3 separate regions of the Pan troglodytes genome follow, and all the other regions are linked to region 2. Evidence: chromatin contacts called from public Hi-C data. All regions are on one chromosome and are shown on one strand. Each heading gives the region's core, a stretch centred on a gene start, on an enhancer-like site or on the middle of the called end of the contact. The rest is flanking DNA. Distances are from core to core; before and after follow the strand shown. Region 1 holds the start of STK24 (serine/threonine kinase 24). Region 2 overlaps FARP1 (FERM, ARH/RhoGEF and pleckstrin domain protein 1). Region 3 has its middle 82 kb from the start of SLC15A1.

The links. Hi-C and Micro-C count contacts between places; a contact is called where the count stands out from the background.
Region 1: a contact with region 2 is called in a Hi-C map of stem cell-derived neural progenitor cells, with 3 times the contacts expected there. The contact joins the promoter of STK24 here to the enhancer-like site in region 2. A contact is called at or near these places in 2 of 7 Hi-C or Micro-C datasets (blood and stem cell-derived neural progenitor cells) and 1 of 1 datasets of contacts at active chromatin or transcription factors (stem cell-derived excitatory neurons).
Region 3: a contact with region 2 is called in a Hi-C map of stem cell-derived neural progenitor cells, with 6 times the contacts expected there. The contact joins two enhancer-like sites. A contact is called at or near these places in 3 of 7 Hi-C or Micro-C datasets (blood, induced pluripotent stem cells and stem cell-derived neural progenitor cells) and 1 of 1 other capture datasets (stem cell-derived neural stem cells).

What each region holds. Positions count from the first base shown.
Region 1 is chr14:104,183,535-104,187,403 of NHGRI_mPanTro3-v2.0_pri, forward strand. It overlaps STK24 (serine/threonine kinase 24), which reads right to left and starts at 1,924. Exons shown (of 11, transcript XM_016925468.4): 1 at 1,516-1,924. The coding sequence starts at 1,557.
Region 2 is chr14:104,049,273-104,053,120 of NHGRI_mPanTro3-v2.0_pri, forward strand. FARP1 (FERM, ARH/RhoGEF and pleckstrin domain protein 1) reads left to right here. Exons shown (of 27, transcript XM_063792622.1): 25 at 2,740-2,847; 26 at 3,308-3,459. Among named protein-coding and RNA genes, the nearest start is that of STK24, 130 kb to the right of the region's middle. Within about 2 kb of position 2,154, at least 7 of the 24 cell types and tissues checked have an H3K27ac peak or open chromatin away from gene starts, as enhancers often do. A contact at or near this core is called in stem cell-derived neural progenitor cells and stem cell-derived neural stem cells, where this site is marked.
Region 3 is chr14:104,281,293-104,285,197 of NHGRI_mPanTro3-v2.0_pri, forward strand. No RefSeq gene overlaps it. Among named protein-coding and RNA genes, the nearest start is that of SLC15A1, 82 kb to the right of the region's middle. Within about 2 kb of position 2,444, at least 6 of the 24 cell types and tissues checked have an H3K27ac peak or open chromatin away from gene starts, as enhancers often do. A contact at or near this core is called in stem cell-derived neural progenitor cells and stem cell-derived neural stem cells, where this site is marked.

The sequences.
Region 1 (3,869 bases), core at 674-3,173, 130 kb after region 2:
GAATGCATGCTAAATTCAACGCTCCTTAAATGAGAGTGGACAAAAGAATATTCTTCAAGCATCTTCCCAGTCACTCTTAAGATAATAACTTAACTGTTGCTGCTTATATATTTATTTACTGCTTAAACATATATACACACATATATATACTGCTTATATACACACACACACACACACACACACACACACACATATACACACACACACACTTGGACTAAAATTCTAGCTGCCATTAAAGTGGTAACTTTGAGTTCCTATTTTTCCAGAATTCAAACCTGAACAGTGAAATCCAGTTATCTTTTTACGGTTTCAAAAAAAGAAGGGAGAGGGATGATCTCACTGGAAGAGGCGGGCAGACCCCAGAGGCAGTCCCAGGTCTGGGCTCTGTGCTTCTCAGCCCTCAAGACACAGGGAAGGAGCCTGTTGGTATCTGTAAATCAACCAGTAATCTACTTGGATGCTTTTGGTTTTCTTCAAACACTTAACGTTCACTCAGCTAAACTGGCAGAGCAAACTTTCATGACATATCCTAACTGCATCCTAAGATTTCAATCCTAAGCATTTTGCCACCATTTCTGCGCCTACAAAGTTTACAAGAGTTAGCCAAGGACGGTAGCTTTGTTTTTCAAAGGGCTAAAAGCAGTCCCCAACGGCAACGAAAACAACAACAACAAAAAAACCTTTAACTTATACATGTAAATTTGAAATTCAACTCCTCTCCCACTCCCCAAAAAGTCACTGGTAGGCCAAGGTGTCACCAAGTACCGAAAGAGAGGTTTACTGGGCGAAGAATTCCTGTAAATGCAACCAAGTCTCAAAGTGAAAGTCCAGGGTCCCGGGGCCGGGCCCGGGACCCTGGTGCGCGGCTGTCCGAGGGATTCCTCCTTCCAGAAGGTTTGCAACTCGCACTTTCCCCCGGTCCGCAGGTGCACGGGGGCTCCGGGCAAAGCCACTGCAAGTGGAACTCGCGGTTACCTTCCTCCACTCCACCCTGCCTACTCCGCTCGGGCCCGGACGAGTCCAGGCGCGCTCCCCGTCCCCGCCCTGCCCAGGTCTCCCGCCCGCCCGCCCGGGGGTGGGGGACGAGCCTGGGGGGCGCGTCCTGGGGCCCTCCGCCAACCCGGCCCCCACGCAGGGCCCCGGGACCCAGCGGGGGCCTCCAAGGGCATCACTCCACCTCACTTCTCCCGGGGACAGGGCCACCCAGGGCCTGCAGCTCCGGAAGAGTGTTGGGGCGAGGGGAGCGCGGAGGACTAGGCGCCCGCACCCCCACATCCGGACCCAGGCCGCGGTCCCTACGGCTCCTGCACGCACACGCCGGAGACCTCGGCCGCCGGAGCCGGCAGGGACGCCCAGGGACTCGGACTCGGACCCCCGGCCGAGCCGGGCGCGCGGGGAGCCAGGCTCCGGCGCGACCCCGGCCGGCTGAGCGTAGGGGGACGCCGTGTGGATACCGCCAAGTTGCTGCTTCCGCCCGGGTCGCGCATCCCGGCCCCGCGGCCCGCGCCCGCCTACCTGCATGCCGGGCAGGCCCGACTGCACCGGGGAGTGAGCCATGGCGCTCAGGACGGCCACTTGCTGGGACGGGACGGCCGGGCCGCGACGATCCGCGCGGGGCGGCGAGGCCCGCGGGCCGCGCGCAGCCCTCGGGCGGCGGGGCCGGCCGGAGCCCGAGGCCACCCCAGCCCTGGCGGGTCCCGGCCGGGCGGCGGGGGCTCAGCGGCGGGTGGCGGGCCGCGTCTCCATGCACGGCGCCAGGGAGGAGCTGCTGGAGGCGCAGGGCCTCGCGCGCACTGCCGCCGCCGCCGCTGCCGCTACTGCTGGGCTGGAACCGTGCGGCCTGGGCCCGCGCGCGCTGGCCGCTGGAGCCGGAGTGGGCGCGCACAGCCCGCCGAGCCCGCGAGCGCCGAGCGCGTCCCGCCCCGGCCCGGCCCCCGCGCCCGCCCCCACGGCCCGGCCGGGGACCCCGCCCCGCGCTTCCGGGAGGGGGAGGGGAGAGGCCGGTGGCCGCGCGGGAGCCCTAGGCCGCAGCCGCCGCCTGCCGGCCCGGCCCGGCCCGGGTCCCAGCTGCTCCTGCGGCGCTCCCACGCCCCCGCGGGCGGGCGGCGGGGCCGGGAGGGGGCCTCGGCTGGGGCGGGCGCCGGGAGGGGACCGAGTCGGGGCCGGAGGCTGGCCGCGTGCCCACCGGGCCGGCGCCGGGGCGAGCCTGGGCCGCGGCCCCCTCTTCCCGCCAGCCAGCCCACCCCGCCCCGGCGGCCTCTGGGAAAACGCGTCCCGGGCGAGCCCCTGAGGGCAGGGTCGGAGTCGGGGGCACCTGGGGAAGGAGAGCGCCCCGTGGGGCCTCGGCCGGTGGCCTGTGCCAAAAGGCCGGGCAGAGCTGCTTCGGTGTCTGGGTGAAGTTTCCAGCCAACCCAAGAAGGAAACCGAAAGGGAAGAGGCCGAGAGAGAGGTTAATTCCTAGTGCTTTGGTTACCGAAAACAGCCCCGCTGGGACTGCTGGGCTGGGAACTTAGCTAAGCAGTGCGGAGGCTGAACCCCACCATCTCTGGGCTCCGCAGCAAATCAGAAGCCCCCACCCACGATAAGGGGAAAGTGGGGCGCAGAGGGCAGGGAGGAAGGGAAGAGAATGGAAGGAAAGCGCGTCTGGACTTCGAACTGCAGCCCTCTCCCTCTTTCCCTTGCCTCGGAAGCTCCAGGCCCACTCAGCACCAGTTCTGTCTCCTCTTTTCAGCCGCCTTCTCTCTAGCTACTGAGGGGAAAAGTCAGGATGAAGCGGGTCCCTCGGCCTCCAGAAAGTGTTTTATTACAGTCGCAAACAGGTAGAGCGGCAGGCACCCCAGTGATGACTCCCTGCTCCTTAGATTGTAGGGACGCTGGCACCTCACTCATGCTCCTAAGTGGCCATTTTGCACCCTGGCTGGGCGAGTTAGGCGGACAAAATGAGCCCGCAAAAGTTTAAAGGCCTCCACCAAAGTAAAGGAGTGTTTCTTTTCTGAGGTGTCATTGTATTCCATCCACGAACTTTAGTTCCCCCGGGTGCTCTGGATCTGACATGGAGTAGGATGCTAACGTCTAATCCCTTCTTTCCCTTTGGAAAGATGCATGTTTTTTCTCGGAGTCCTAGGGAATACCTTAGAATACTTTCATGGTTGTCATTGGTACACCCATCCCTTGAGGAGCCCTGCCACCCGTAAGTAGGACTGCAAGGAAATACAAAATTAAGAGAAGTATGAACCCTGATACCCAGGAACTTAAAATCAGGTGTATAAATTTTGTACACCTAAAAAATATGGTACCTAAAGAGGCGAACAGCAAAACAAGCAAGAATGTGAATCTTTAAAATGTTTCTACTCTTCAGCGCAGCCCAGGAATTCTACCTAAAGTAACATATCCTAAGGCAACAACCAAGAAGTGTGGAAGAATGCATGTAAGAAGACACAGTGATGTTTAGAATCCTGGGGAAACGGAACAGCCAAAAAGTCTCACAGAGGTTAAGTAAATAATAGCATTTTCATACAATGAGTACTATGTAGTCATTTAAAATTATGTCTTTCAGTACCTAGTAATGGGGAAAATGTATTCATTATATATTATTAAAGAAAATACAGGGTACAAAACACTGTATATAGACTGATCTCAAATGACTATATATATATTAATATATATGGCCTACAGACACACAGTCATGTATTGCTTAACAATGGGTATACATTCTGAGAAATGTGTTCTTAGTTGATTTTGTCACGTGAGCATCATAGAGTGTACTTCCAGAAACCTAGATGGCATAGCCTACTACACACCTAGGCTATATGGTATGACATATTGCACCTGGACCACAAACCTGAACAGCATGTGACTGAACTGAATAC
Region 2 (3,848 bases), core at 904-3,403:
CCCTCGCATGCCAGATGTCAAATGCTCGCTGACTTGCAGATGAGCCATCCCCAGGGCCTCCTCCCTGCATGACAGGACAAAGCAGCTCCATCTCCTCCTGACTCAACAGCCTCCTCTCCCCAGTCCCGTGCCCAGCCTCTCCCAGTTCCCGCTCCCGTCTGACTCGTGTAGGCACACGTGAGGAAGGGGCGTATCTGGGGACCGTGTGGCCTCACTGGCCTCTGCTAAAAGTTGTGGGCAAGCCGGCAGGTCTGGGGGCTCCCACCAGAGGTGGGGTCAGATGTTGGGATGGCCAGAGGGCTGCCCAGCCTGTGGGCACTAGAGCCAGTGAAGGGCCAGAGGCAAAGCCATGCGAGTTGTCTTTTAAGGCTGGAGTGGCGAGACGGGACAGCAGGGAAGTTGTTCAGCAGACGGAGCGCAGACAGGACTGGGAGGAGGGAAGGGACGGGGTGCAGACAGGACCAGGAGGAGGGAACGGACAGTGGGGCAGGGGAGGGAAAGGACGGTGCAGACAGGACCGGGAGGAGGGAAGGGACAGTGAGGCCGGGGAGTGGCGGGCACGGGGGTTATATTTGTTCCCCGTGGCGTCACACGGCACCAACCTCAGACTGGGTGAGGCCACAGAAACATCTCCCACAGTGCGGGAAGCCGGAAGTCCAAAATCAAGCTGCTGGCAGGTGGGTTCCTTTGGGAGGCCTTGAGGGAAAAATGTCCCCACCTCTCTGACAGCATCTGGTGGCTGCGGCAGTCTTCTTCTCGGGGGTCCCCGACTCCACCCATGTTGCAGGGCTCCGGTCTGCCGTGTCACCAGCTGTCCTCCCTGCATCTGCACTCTAATATCCTCTTCTAAGGACACGGCTCGTGTTGGGCTTAGGGCTCATCCTAGTGACCTTACCTTGACTCGATCGCATCTGCAGAGACCCTGTGTCCATGTGAGGTCACCATTGTAGGCACGGAGGGTTTGGACTTGTTGGGGGTGCAATTCAACCCACAGCAGGGTCTGAGGGGATGGGGTCCAAGAAGGCAGAGGAGCGGTGGCCCCAGTGACGGGCCACGAGGAGACAGGGCAGGCTGGTCTGGTTCTGAACAAGGATGTTGACCCTCTCGTGAAGGCAGTGAATGGAGACAGGTCTGGGAGCCACCAGCATGGCCTCGGCCTCCTGAGTGCAGGGCAGGAGACTCGTGGCGCGCAGGGCCCGTAACACGCTGGAGGCCAGGATGGACCCGACACAGGGGAGCGGGAGGCTCGGCCTGGCCGTGGGGAGCGAGGAAGGGCCGCTGGATGTGCCTATTGATAAAGAGGTTTCCAGAGGCTATTGGAATGGCCAGGCAGAAGCTAGAGAGCGCTAAGGAAGCTGCTTTGGAAACAAAGGGGCCCAGACTGTGATGGGTGACATGTATGAACCCCACTGTGGGCTGGCTGCTGTGTGAAAATTATGTGACTCAGTATGAAAATACCTAGGAAAGGGGAGTGTGCCACCCTCCTTGCTCCATGTTGCATGACCCAAGATGCCGCATGGGCATCAGCCCAGCCCTGGCCACCACCAGGACCTTCTGGGAACCTGGAGCCTTGCGTTTTCTTGTTCCTTTCTGCCACTGGGGGAGGAGGGTGGATGGCTGGAGCTGCCTGCCTGGCCTGGAACGCCCTTTCTCCCTGTCTGCGGGGTCCCCCACATCCTGCAGCCCCTCACGGACCTACTGTCAGTGTCCATGTCTCTCACTGGACCCTCCCTGAGCAACTGGAGGGCAGGGACATCAGACCATTTGATCCCAGCTCCCAGCACAGAAGCTTAGTGCCAGGGGCACCCAGAGAGATGGAATGAGGCAGACTCGGAGGTCTGTATTTTTTATTGTGGTAAAATAGCTATACCACAATACTGGCCAACTTAACGATTTTTACGGGAACAATTCAGTGGTATTAAGTGCCTTTACAAGGTGGTGCAACTGCTTTGAGTCTCTGCTGGTGATGTCACTTTGGCAAAGGGACGAAATGAGCCACCAGTGTGTCAGGCCTGCTCAGAGTTGTTGGAGGTAGCATGGACACAGGTGCCTGTCCCTGCCCCCTAGCTGGGCTGCAGTGCATCCTAACAATGCTCCAGGGGCTGGGCCGGCCCTGAGCCTGGAGGTGGGCAGGGCTGCAACTGCCTCCTGGGCCACTAGAGGGCATGTGGGAGCCGCTCACATGCACCCCAGGCCCCACTTCCTGGGCAGGGTGCCCGGCCCCTCAAAACGAGTGCTGCTCTGAGCTTGTTGGGATGTATCTTTCCCTCTTTCAGCTTCCGCCTGCTGGCAATGCATGGGGTCCTGCGCCCCCATTTCTGCCTCGGTGTCACAGGGCACACCCCTCTCCCCCCAAGGTGGCTCTTCTCCTCAGGACACCACTCCCGTTGGATTTAGGGCCCACCCTACCCCAGTGTGATCTCATCTTCACTAGTTACCCTGCAACGAGCCTATTTCCAAATAAGCCTGTGTTCTAAGGTACTGGTAGTCAGGACCTCAACGTGTCTTTTGGGGGGACACAGGGACCCCAAGATGCCCCACAGCAAGTGACAAGGGGAAGTGATGAGATCAGGGTCCCAGGACCTGCCAAGTCTCCCAACACACGGGGGAGTGGGGGGGCCCACATCCTTCAGTCACGGACATGCCCCAGCCCAGGGCCCTGGTGCAGGGAGAGCTGCTCTCTGTGCCCTCCTGGGGCAGGTGCCCGCTGTGCTTCTCACAGGCCTCCTTGCCTTTCAGAATCAGTTGTCTGGAAACCTGCTGAGGAAATTCAAAAACAGCAACGGGTGGCAGAAGCTGTGGGTGGTGTTCACAAACTTCTGCCTGTTCTTCTACAAGTCACACCAGGTAAGCGTCTCGCACAGGGCAGGTGGCCCTGGGACCTTGGGGGTGGCAGCATGAGGTGAGGGGGCCGCCCTCCTCTGGAAGGACTCAGGCCTCTTTGGCTCCAGGTGTCACGGGGATGACAGGGATGCTGGCGGGGGGCCCTGTCCACCCGAGGCCCTCAACTCTAGGGAAGACTGACATTATCATCCACTGAAGGACAACTTCTGCCCTAGGAAGGGCCACCTGTCTTCTGCCTGGACAAGGGACGGGGGTTGGCTTTATCTACAGCTGAGTCCTGGCGGGACTTGCCACCTGGGCCATCACGTACAGGCAAACACTGGCTGCCATGGTCCCTTCCAGGCCCACGCCCGAGGAGGGAGCTGCCTGGGCTCCCAAGTCCCTGTCTGATGCGGGGCAGCAGCCAGGCCCAGCAGCAGAAGCTGCCCCCGAAAAGCCACTTTGCTTTGTTTCCCCTTTCCAGGACAATCATCCCCTTGCCAGCCTGCCTCTGCTCGGCTACTCGCTCACCATCCCCTCCGAGTCCGAGAACATCCAGAAAGACTACGTGTTCAAGCTGCACTTCAAGTCCCACGTCTACTACTTCAGGGCGGAAAGCGAGTACACGTTCGAAAGGTAGACACCCCCTTCCCACGCACAGGGCCCGGCAGAAGAGGACCCCCTCTTCCAAACATCAGGATTTCTCCCAAGTCAGCGAGTGAGATGGCCCCACCCTTCCCTGCCAACTAAGTGTTTAGACCTGGGGTCCCACTGCCCGGCACCAGCAGGCGATTCTGTTCTCATGGCAGAACGTGGGGTCCCAACTTCCCTGCGCCCTTACCCTGCACGGTGTTGGCTGAGGCCCTAGACATCTCGCTTGGAGATCTCTGACATACGTGTCTGGGATGATGAAGCTAAGCCCCAGTGAGACTGCCTACATGGTGTAATGCCAGGGGCCGCAGACTTCATTTAGCCAAGAAAGAAATGAAACAGTCAGGCCTAAGACTGTTCCTGCAATTCGTATT
Region 3 (3,905 bases), core at 1,194-3,693, 230 kb after region 2:
GATGTTCTGGGTTCACAATATGGACCACATTTTCTTTATCCAGTGTATCATTCATGGGCATTTGGGTTGATTCCCTGTCTTTGCTATTGTGAATAGTGCTGCGATGAACATATGTGTGCAGGTATCCTTATAATAGAATGATTTATATTCCTTTGTCTCCCCCTACTCTTAAACATAGAGCAGACGGCCAAGGGTCATAAGACATCGAATGAGATCTGCTATTTGAAAAACATACCAAAAAACAAGCACATCAGAAAAAAAGGCAACTTGGGGAAAACAGAGATTACGTAGGGTAAAAACACTTCAAAATCCGTATGTCAACTGTCTGAAACTTCTAAGAGAAGACACTGTAATCAAGAAGTACAAGCTGGAGACTATAATCAATAACAATTCAGGTAATTAAAAAGCCCTGTGGATTGAAGACTCGATGAAGGAAGTAAAAAATACACGAGAGAGCTTAGAGCATAGCTGAAGCAATCTCAAAGTAGAGGCTGGGCGCGGTGGCACACACCTGTAATCCCAGCACTTTGGGAGGCCAAGGCAGGTGGATCTCTTAAGGTCAGGAGTTCGAGACCAGCTTGGCCAACATGGTGAAACCCTGTCTCTACTAAAAATACAAAAAATTAGCTGGGTGCATTGGCAAGCACCTGTAATCCCAGCTACTCGGGAGGCTGAGGCAGGAGAATGGCTTGAACCTGGGAGGTGGAGCTTGCAGTGAGCCGAGATCATGCAACTGTACTCCAGCCTGGACGATAGAGTTAGACTGTCTAAAAAGAAAAAAAAGTGAGAAAAAGAAGCAGGAGAGAAAGGATAAGAAAATTAGAGAGCTGGTCAAGGAGGACTAACCTCTAAATAACAGGAGTCCAGAGAGAACAGAGGAAGTGGAAGGGAGAAAATTAAAAATGAAAAATTCATAAAAATGTCCCACAATCAAAGGACGTGAGTTTCCAGTTTGAAAGGGCCACTGGAGCATCAGCACAATGGTTAAAAATGGGCCCATGCCAGATATATCATGAAATTTCAAATTTCTAGAACCCAACAGATGATTCTACAAGCTTCTGGAGAGAAAAACATTCTTACACACAAGATCCATAACAATCAGAATGCCTTGGGCTTTTCAATAGCTGAAGCATTGAAAGCTGAAACCGTGGAGTGATACTTTCAAAATTGCCAGGGAACACTGGGCATGGTGGCGTATGCCTGTAGTCCCAGCTATTCTGGAGGCTGACGGGGGAGGATCGCTTGAGCTCAGGAGTTCTGGGCTGTAGTGTGCTATGCCAATCGGGTGTCCACACAAAGTTCAGCATCAATATAGTGACCTCCTGGGGGTGGGGGACCACCAGATTGCCTAGGAAAGGGTGAATTGGCCCAGATTGGAATTGGAGCAGGTCAAAACTCCTATGCTGATCAATAGTGGGATCGTGATTGGGCATAGCCACTGCATGCCAGCCTGGGCAACATAGTGAGGGCCCATCTCTTTAAAAAAAATTACCAGGAAAAGTGGTCTCCAGCTGGAATTCTATACGCAGTCAAATGTCAAGCAAAAGAGAAGGGAGAATGCAAACATTTTCAGACCTGCAAGACCCTAGAAAAAGTTTACCTCCCCTATTACCTTTCTCAGGAAGTCACTACAGAAAAGTACCCCACCAAAAAAAGGGTCTTCTTTCTTTCTAAGTCAAGAAAGAGGATGATATGGGGTACAGGAGGTGACAAAGTGGAGAGATGAAGGGGACCCCAACATAGTTTTTTGTTTTGTTTTTTGTTTTTTAACCCAAACCAAAAATGGTCAATACCCAACATAGTTTTAGAAGGATTTCTCTGAATTCTGCTGTACAATGGGCCTCCAGGTTGGAGTCCTTCAAAAGGTTCTTCAAATACTGAAATTAATAGAATACTCATCAGAGTTGACTAAAATATCAGCCTTCATTACTCTCTGCCTCCCTACTCTCTTTGTTTCTGCTTTATGACACTTATCCACACCTGACGTTAGACTCTCTGTCAGTTTATCTGGCCTACATCCGTGCCTAGAAAATAGTAATGCTTACTAAATATTTGTTGAATGAATGAATGGATGAGGACATATGTAAAATAATGCAAACCCTGGCATGTAGGAAGTGCTTTGTCAATGTGAATTTCTTTCCTGAATTTCTCCTAATTCAGGTAAAGCCCATTGCTTCCACAAGATGTCTGGTGCCATCTGGAGGAATTGCGATCCCTGCTGGAATCCCTACCTGAGTCCAGACAGACTGCAAGTCCGCTATGGCCAGTCCCAAGATTGAAACTTCTAGAAATACAAATACTCAGTTTCGGACAGGCCTTCTGATGTGTACGCACAAAAAAATTCCTAATTTCTGACATTGAGAAAAGCCTTTTGTTGCCATGTTTTCCTACAAGTGTGCTTTCCTGCCACCTTGTGGCCAATCTGGGGAACTTGCAAACAGTTTGCCTGGACCTCACTCAGTCTAAAGAAAAGCTCCAGGAGCTGGGCTTGCCCAGAGCTATTTGGCAAAGCACCCGTGGTCATTTGACCACACCCTGGGGCCATCCGGCTTCTCAGACGCCCATGTTTTCGAAACAGGAAGCCACTGAGGTCACTGCTCTGTTTGGTGGCTTCTGCTGGGGACAGCTGAGAGAAGTGCCTGACCTTTGTCCTCCCATTTAGACACAGCCCCACTATTAACCCTGCCATGGTTGGACCCCACGGATTTGCTCTGAGCATTCCGTGAACACCTGCAAACTCCTTGAGGGCAGGGCTTTATCTATTTTTTATCCCCAGTGTATCACGCAGCATTGAACACATAGTAGGTGCTTACTAAATAAATGTTGTTGAAGAGATACCATCATTGGAGCATCTAAGAGCACTTCAATGAGCCAAGTCCAAGCACTTTACATAGATTGTCTTATTAAATTAAAGTGACCAACTCATCCTGTTTGGCCAAGGACTGTCCTGAGAATCCTCTCAGTCCTGGACCAACGAGGGCAGTTGTTCCGTCCCCTTAAGGCAAATTCTGGCAACACCTGTCTGACATTGACACTACCATTATCCCCATATTTCAGATGAGAGGACTGAGGCTCAGAATTCTAAGAACTTGCCCATTATCACACAGGTCCTAAGAGCTCCCTACTTAGGGACTTAAATCCAAATCTTGGACTCTGCGACCTCCGTTCTCACCACCGTTCTGTGCTATTCCCTGAGAGGCAGCGCAGGTCCTTGTGCCGCAGATGGGGCTGCCTGTCTCCAAGGCCTTCCCTGCTCCTATGACGGTGAGGGTGTGAAGGGGATTGGAAGTGTCCTCAAGTTCTTTCTGAAGAAACACATCAGGCAAATAACAGAATTATAAAGGTGAGCTGAGGGGCGGTGGGGAGAGAGAGAGGGAGAGACAGAAAACATGCTCTTCTTAGCAATTCCACCTTGATATGATTACAGACTGGAAGTCTATACCTAGACTAGTTAACCAGGAAGGCAGATGGGAACTTGGATTTCCTACTTCCCAACTGTGGTTTCTGTTTCTAATCACAGACTACTGCAGTCACCTCTCTTTCTGTTGGAAACAAACGTTGACTCTCTGCTTCCTCCCAAGGTGCAGGCACTCTCAGAATTCGAGAGAACAGAGGCACAGGAAAGCCATCATCAAGCTTGGGTTTGTCTCTGTCACTTACAGAGTTGTAGGATCTCGAGCAAGTTATTGAACCACAGTGTGCCTCAGTTTCCTCATCTGTGGCATGAGGATGCTGATATGCTTACCTCCAAGGGCTGCTCAGGGTATTAAATGAATAAAATGCTCAAAGCCCTTAGAACAGGCCATGCTGAAAGTAGCAAATATCTTTCTCTTGTCTCCCACATTTCATCTGTCAGAGAATCCTGTTGGCTCCATCAACCTCCAAAGTATATCCAGAATCCCACC